Regions from separate parts of the Nomascus leucogenys genome. Here region 2 is linked to region 1. The links are chromatin contacts, called in public Hi-C maps. All regions are on one chromosome and are shown on one strand. Each heading gives the region's core, a stretch centred on a gene start, on an enhancer-like site or on the middle of the called end of the contact. The rest is flanking DNA. Distances are from core to core; before and after follow the strand shown.

Region 1 (3,845 bases), core at 358-2,857:
GGCGAGGAAAGGTTCTCAGAGCACTAACTATGCAGGTCTTAGCAGAGGGGAAAGACAAGCAAGCCCCACCCTGAGGCCTGGCCACGTGGCAAAGGTGAGCGCTGGGGGTGGCTTCGGTGTACGCGCGGGCAAGGAAAATTGCCAGAGATGTGCAATTTACCTTTAGATACAACAACATAGGCTTGCTTCTGACAAGGACTACTTGAATGGCAGCCATCCTCCAAACCAGAATACTGCTCCATTTAGGAGGGAAAAAGGAAAGTAAAATTTCTATAATTATCAGCAAAAAGCATCAAAAGGGAGAGAATCTGGGAGTTTGAAAATGGCCTATGCCGGAGTGTGTCGATTCACGCCTATAATACCAACAATTTGGGAGGCCAGGAGTTCAAGACTAGCCTGGGCAACAAAGTGAGACCCCCATCTTTACAAAAAAACCACAATTATCCAGGTGTGGTGGTGCATACCTGTGGTCCCAGCTCTTTGGGAGGCTGGGGTGGGAGGACCACTTGAGCTCAGGAGGTTGAGGCTGCAGTGAGCTATAATTATACCATCACACTCCAGTTTAGGTGAGAGAGAGAGAGAGACTCTCTTAAAAAATGTAAATAATAGCAAAATAAAAATAATTTTTTAAAAAGAAAATGGCCCAGCTGTAACCTAGCTGTGGGGGTTTAAATCATAGCTCAGGAATCACTGAGGGGCCATCTGTTTAAAGATCCTTGAGAACAGGGGTCGGTCTTGTGGCTTCTGCATCTCCTGTGGGGCCAGGCATTTGCCAAGCACTTAAGTGTTTATTGATGTATGAGAAGGATAGAGCCTCCCGTTTATCAGCACTCCTAGCTGCCATCCTCCAGTCCTGCTGATGCACTAATGTCGTGACCATTGAGGCATTCAGTAAGAAGCTCTGTGCCCTGTATGTTTTCTGTTGTGCTGAAAGGAGTCACATGGCAAAGCTGCAGAACGTGTCCATTCTGCTCCCTAGACTCACCCTCCCCAAATGAAGAAAGACTATCCCCCTTTCACTTCCTTCCTCGTGCCACTCTATCCGGAAAATTGCCGTTGTGTAAACAGATCTGGGGAGTCAGGACATGCAATATCCACCTTCTCAGTTGGCCCAGCTCCAACCTCCTTCCAAGGGGCATTCACAGGCATGGCTGGATGGATTTTCATCTGAAGTGTCTGGAATCCTACCATCCATCCACAATTAAACTAGGTCTAATTGTCGGCCTAAAAAACGCTCTATGGATTCTGGGTTAAAGATTAATTGGGGGTTGCGAACATGCTCATGTTATCTACAGGCATCATTAGTCATCCCTAAAACAAAGATGCCTGTCATCTCCAAAGATAAAAATAAGTTTTACTAAAAAATATAGAGTGACAAGAAATAGTAAAACTTCAGGTGTATCTCTGGTAAGCCATCAGGTCTGTCTCTAAATCGTCAGAAATGGGAAATGAGGGGTTAAGTTTCTTTCCTCTTCTAACAAAGAACTCTATTTGTTACACTAGACCAGGCGACAACCGTCTCTATATAGAGGGTGGCAGTTGGTTCAAGCTCTACCTTCCTTTCTCAGTTGGATCTATTTAAAGCCTGCAGCAGAGGAAACTTGGCAGCTAAATGTTTCCAAAAGTTAGTATACCACTTCCCTACTTCAGATCACACAGGAGGGCACAGCCCGGGAAGCAGAGATTCCTTGGGTGGGAGGGGCAGGCACCAGCCCAGAGCTCACATGGCCCCCAAGTTCATCAATGTCCCATTGACAGCCTTCACTGGATATTTTTTTAAATCTCACATGTTGCATCTAAAAAAGTGGAACTCACGGAAGCACAGGGTAGAATGGGGGTTTCCAGGAGCTGGGCCATTGGGGACGATGGGGAGATGTTAGTCAAAGGGTACGAACTTTCAGTTATAACATGAACAAGTTCTGAGGCTCTGACGGACCGCGTGGGTGGTGAACGTGTGAGCCTGACTGTCATCATCAGTCCACAATGTATACATGTATCAAATAATCACATTGTATACCCAGGATAGAGACAATCTTTGTCAATTAAATATAATAAAATTTTAAAAATGTAAATAAATTCATTGATAACAAATTTCAAAGTAATGGGCCTAGTTAAGGGAGTGGAGAAACGAGGCAGGCTGAGGTCTCACTGATGTAGGTTGGCAGAGCCGGCTGAGAGTTTCAAAGCCTCAAGGCGGCCAATCTGGGTCACTGGGATCAAGGATGGTGATTCCATGACAGTCCCTCTACCAAACACAGCTACACGGTGATTTACCCTTACAACAAGCCACATCTACCTATAAAAGCAGGTGTGATGGTCACCTTTCACAGATGAGGAAATGGAAACTCCGAGACATCAAGCAACTTGTCCAAGAACACATATCTTAAAAAGACTGAGCCAGGACCACGATTTGGGCCTGGATCTATAGGACCAGAAAGTTCTCACTCTAACATGCCAGAGAGGAGAGGGATGCCCCCAACACCAGGTGGTTGAGTAAAATTAATTAGCTAATAATCGTTATTGTATATTCTAGACTTTGTACTTTTTCTTTTGTATTGTTGCTCATTGTTGAACATGTTTGGTTTTTCTTTTAGGTTTTCTCTAATATAAAGAAAACAGTGGTTATTTATAATCATTACTGGAGGGTTTGACAATCAGGAAAACATTTAGGTTCAGCTTCTCCGAAATCGATTTGAGATTCACAGCAAGTCCTCATTATGCTGCATCACTAGCATAAATTATTGTATATTTTAATCCTCCATATCCCACAACGTCCAAGAGATGTTGGTATCAATCCTACACTGAGTCAAGACATGCTTCAGCATACGTGTCATCACATCCGTCTTTGCACAGGTGTCATCACGTCCGTCTTTCCCTTCTCCCAACATGTTTCTTGAACTATAATCAGGACACCACTCCCAGTGATGAAGTACACTTCCAACAAATGACTGCTCATCAAGGTCTCAGCTGCAGTGTTTAATCACACAGCAGAAACCATTTATTTTCTCATATACTTCTCTTTCTTGAAACATCTCTTAATTATCTCATTTACTCCTATATAAAAATGGTGCTCAAAAATTTAATTACAAGAGCAAGATCTTAAGGAGTTGCAAGGTGTGTGTCTATTTCTCATAGAGACATTTTCAAAAGCCCCAAATTCCATGACTGAGGAAAAATAACTGGATGTTGCCCCAGAAAAGGGTAAGGGGTGATAAGTTAACAGAAGCCCATTTCCAAAACTAATTATCTGTATATTGTTTCCCAAAAATAAATTCACCTGCTCATTTCATGTCACGCTCTTAATGCCTTTCAACCTTTCAAACATGGAACCTGAAGAATAGCTCCAGTGTGGGGCCCTGAATATCTGCAGGATGTTCCGAGACAGTAAGATCTGGTAACTGGGGAGCTTTACCTACCCGTAAGGCCAAGTGACACATCATAAGCCATTTCACAGGGGAAGAAACAGAACCAGAGCTCTTGGAAGACCTTCCTGAGGTCACGCAGATGTGTCTGCATAAAAATCAGAACGAGGCTCCTGGTTTTCCTTTATTTCACACAGGCTTGAAGTTGTTTTGTGCCAAGAGAGCCACAGTGTTAGGCACCTGCTAGCTCCCAGGTCACCTGCAAGCCCTTCCAAGAGTCATTTCAACCGCAGGTCTGCACTCTGTTCTCTACTTTCTTCTCAGCCACAGCAACAACTACAGCTTCCTGGACACTTGATATTGGAATTGAGATTGGAGTTTTCTTTAATTATTATTCTCAACTTAAAAAGCTGAGGCTGAAAAGGGAAGCTCAAGCTCAGCAGATCCTTTCACAGAGAGGCTGAGAAGACAAACTCTCTGATT
Region 2 (3,845 bases), core at 587-3,086, 69 kb before region 1:
AATAAATCCCCCACTCATTGATGATGTATAATCCTTTTACTTTTTTAAATTTAATTTTTATTTAGTATTATTATTATTTTTGAGACAAAGTCTTGCTCTGTCTTCCAGGCTGGAGTACAGTGGCACGATCTCAGGTCATTGCAACCTCCGCCTCCCAGGGTCAAGGGATTCTTCTGCCTCAGCCTCCAGAGTAGTTGGGATTGCAGGCGTGTGCCACCATGCCTGGTTAATTTTCGTATTTTTAGTAGTGACAGGTTTCACCATGTTGGCCAGGCTGGTCTAGAACTCTTGACCTCAAGTAATCTGCCTCCCTTAGCCTCCCAAAGTGCTGGAATTACAGGTGTGAGTCACTGTGCCCAGCCAGTATAACCCTTTTAATATACTGCTGAATTTAGTTTGCTAGTATTTTGTTGAGGACTTTTGCATCAATATCTATAAGAAATATTAGTCTATGGTTATCTTTTTCTGTTGTGTCTTTGTCTGACTTTGGTATCAGGAATGCTGGCCTCATCTCATAATGAGTTAGGAAGTGTTCCCACCTCTTGAAATTTCTAGAAGTTTAAGAAGGATTGATGTCAATTCTTTAAATGTTTGGTAGAATTTACCACTGAAGCCATGTGGTCTAGGTTGGAGATTTTAGACTATTGGTTCAATCTCCTTACTAGCTATAGATCTATTAAGATTTTCTATTTCTTCATGATTCAGTCTTGGTAGGCTGTTTCTAATATTTTTTTCATTTCATCTAGGTTATCCAACTGGTTTGCATACAATTGTTCGTAGCACTATTTTATAATCCTTTTCATTTCTGTATTTTTTGGATCATTTTTCTTCCAACCAATAAATTTCATATTATTAAAGGACAGTCATCTGCAGCCATGACTTACTGAGGGTTCCCTTGTGCTGCACCATGGGCTGTAGCCTGCTGCCATGCGTCCATGTGTGCAAGGCACACCACGCCCTGAACCCTCCTGGGCTTATGCTCTCAGCTACACTCTCCTTTCCACACACACACAGAGGACCCCAGGAATGATCAGATGTGGGGACTGGAAACAACAGGGAGAGCACTGAACACAGTGTTTTCCAGCATGTGCTTTGCAACCTCTTAGAGAGCTGGAAAATCCATTTAAGTGGGTCACAGCCAGCATTCCAAAACTGAAACAGAATAGAAATGATCTGAGCACACTGTAAGTATTGTTTTGTAAAACCTCTGCCTTAATTGCATTATAGGAGGCTTTTGTGTTGTGATATAAAATGTATTTCTTACTGTTCTTCATGGCTAAATATAGATGAAGCCAGTTATCCCTCATTTTAGATGGGGGGAAACTGAGGACAGAGGGCATATTCCTCTCTAGGCGCCCCGGTCAGTCTGCAGTAAAGCAAGACTACTGCTGGGTATTTTGATTCTACCCAAGGGCTAACCTCCCAGTGAATGAATGTATTTTATGGCCTCAAATAGTTGGAAATCTATTTTTCCCCTGTTCCACAGTGAGAATTTCAAAGAAGAGGTGAAACTGATCTTTGGATATTCAGCAACACCTTTGCCTTCTGATAAAATCAATTTTCCCTGTTTTCTCCCTTTTTTTCATGCAGCCTCTCCACCATCCTGATATTTTATCACTACCGTCCTTTCCACTCTAGATGGCAGTCACAGCCTGGATGTGAGGCCAGTACCCCTGGCTGTCAGAGACTGCACCTCCCCCTTTCTTCCTCCTGGGGAATCCATCATCAGACTTCTCAGATTCAAGATCCCCCAACTCTGCTCAATCTAGGGCACATCCCTTAAGAGAGAAGACAAATCATCTAGGAAGGTCTGCTGGGAAGAAAAGGAAGGGAATCCTTTCTATTTCTGGGACAATGCAATGGGCTAGCGGGGAAAAGCAATATGAGGTGCCTCTCCCAGCTTGGTGCTGGGGTTAGTGAGCAATCGGACTTCAAGAGGAATCAGCCTGGGAATGAGAAAGTTCCAGGCGGCAGAAAAATGTGGAACCACACAAGATCCAGGCAGGCGTCATCCTGATCTCAGCCCCAGTTGCCTCGTTTCACATGTGAGAAGTCAGGGCTCAGAGGGGATTTTCTGTGACCTTCACCCAAGGTCACAGAGCTGCTGGGGCTTCGCCAAGAGCCAGACCCCAGCCTGGTGAGCCTCCCCAACAAGAGCCACCCAGAGTTATGATCATTAAGATAATTTTTAATCTTCTTCTCTTTTTTTTTTTTTTTCAGAACAAACCACACCAACTTTCAAGGACTAAGCAAAAAATAAACCAACAGATTTTACTATTAAATTATTAATGCTAATACCTTATATATTTAAAAGATTACTATAAATTTGTTGATAAAAATGTTCATACATTTTATTTAAAATTGTTATTTTAACTACCATAGAAACCATGTTCATATGAATTACCCTGGGAGTCTATAGATGCCCAGCACATTACTGCCTTCAGCATCAGTTTACATGATCAGAGGATGTTTTGTAATTGCAAAGGTAATACATGAATGCATTCTTTTTTTTTTTTTTTTTTTTTTTTTTTTTGTGAGACGGAGTCTCGCTCTGTCGCCCAGGCTGGAGTGCAGTGGCGCAATCTGGACTCACTGCAAGCTCCGCCTCCCGGGTTCACACCATTCTCCTGCCTCCGCCTCTCCGAGGAGCTGGGACTACAGGCGCCCGCCACCACGCCCGGCTAATTTTTTGTATTTTTAGTAGAGACGGGGTTTCACCGTGGTCTCGATCTCCTGACCTCGTGATCCGCCCGCCTCGGCCTCCCCAAGTGCTGGGATTACAAGCGTGAGCCACCGCGCCCGGCCATGAATGCATTCTTACCATAAAAGTTTTACTGCACAGACCAGGGTTCCTTTGTCCTTACTTCCTTCCCAGGCACAGCTGTCAGTTTTCTGTGGGTCCTTCCTGACCTTTCTCTACAGATCAGTTTGTAACTCAGACATCAATCTAACTAATTGAGTCGTGCTTGCCTTTGCACCAAAATTGTATCATTTGGTTTGATCACCTATATAATGAACAAGACTTAACTCTAAATGGATTTTGGCTGGTACCAAAAATCAAATGTATCCCCAAAGAGCAAACAGTTTTCCTATTTGGTCTTTGCAAAGGAAGATTTGCCACTGTGGAGAAGCTTTTACAAAACTTCCCTTGATTAAAAAAACAAACAAACAAACAAATAAAAACAAACCAGTCAGGCGCAGTGGCTCAGGCCTGTAATCCCAGCACTTTGGGAGGCTGAAGTGGGAAGATCGCTTGAGCCAAGGAGTTCAAGGCCAGCCTGGGCAACACAGTGAGACCTTGTCTCCACAAAAAATTTAAAAATTAGCCAGGCATGGTTGTGCGTGCCTATAGTCACAGCTACGCAGGAGGCTGAGGCAGGCAGATCAGTTGAGCCTAAATGTTCGAGGCTGCAGTGAGTTATGATCATGCCACTATATTCCAGCCTGCGCAACAAAGTGAGATCTTGTCACTTAAAAATAACCTCAAAACCTGAAGGTAATTCCCAAACGTTCTGAGCAGTGCCAACATCAGTAAAAGGACTATTTGAGACACTGTTGCTTTAAAGATAAGCACTGACTCTTCCAAAGCTCTGTCCACTGTGGTTCAGGTGGGAATCTGCGTGGACCTGGGGTCCAGCATCCTTATGCAGTTTCTGCCTGGCCGCTTGGCCTCCTGTTTCCCTTAATTGAAGGGAGATGTTCTCGTTTCGAGGTGATGTGAAATTGTCTATCCTCTAATGCTTCAATTAGACAGAGCAAAGGGCAAAACCTTTCAAATGACCACCTGGGCAGCCTCATAATTTGAAGTCCTTGCTCACTCAGACAGACATGGTGCAGCCAACCCG

Evidence for each region. A called contact is a pair of places that touch in the nucleus more often than the background predicts.
Region 2: a Hi-C map of a lymphoblastoid cell line shows a contact between it and region 1, with 4 times the contacts expected there. The contact joins two enhancer-like sites. A contact is called at or near these places in 4 of 4 Hi-C or Micro-C datasets (a lymphoblastoid cell line and an unstated tissue).

Annotation. Positions count from the first base shown.
Region 1 is chr4:72,865,988-72,869,832 of Asia_NLE_v1, reverse strand. All of the region lies in intron 4 of LDLRAD4 (low-density lipoprotein receptor class A domain-containing protein 4), which reads right to left. Among named protein-coding and RNA genes, the nearest start is that of FAM210A, 170 kb to the left of the region's middle. Within about 2 kb of position 1,607, the one cell type or tissue checked has an H3K27ac peak away from gene starts, as active enhancers do. A contact at or near this core is called in a lymphoblastoid cell line, where this site is marked.
Region 2 is chr4:72,935,647-72,939,491 of Asia_NLE_v1, reverse strand. The region is part of intron 5 of LDLRAD4 (low-density lipoprotein receptor class A domain-containing protein 4); the gene reads right to left. Among named protein-coding and RNA genes, the nearest start is that of FAM210A, 95 kb to the left of the region's middle. Within about 2 kb of position 1,836, the one cell type or tissue checked has an H3K27ac peak away from gene starts, as active enhancers do. A contact at or near this core is called in a lymphoblastoid cell line, where this site is marked.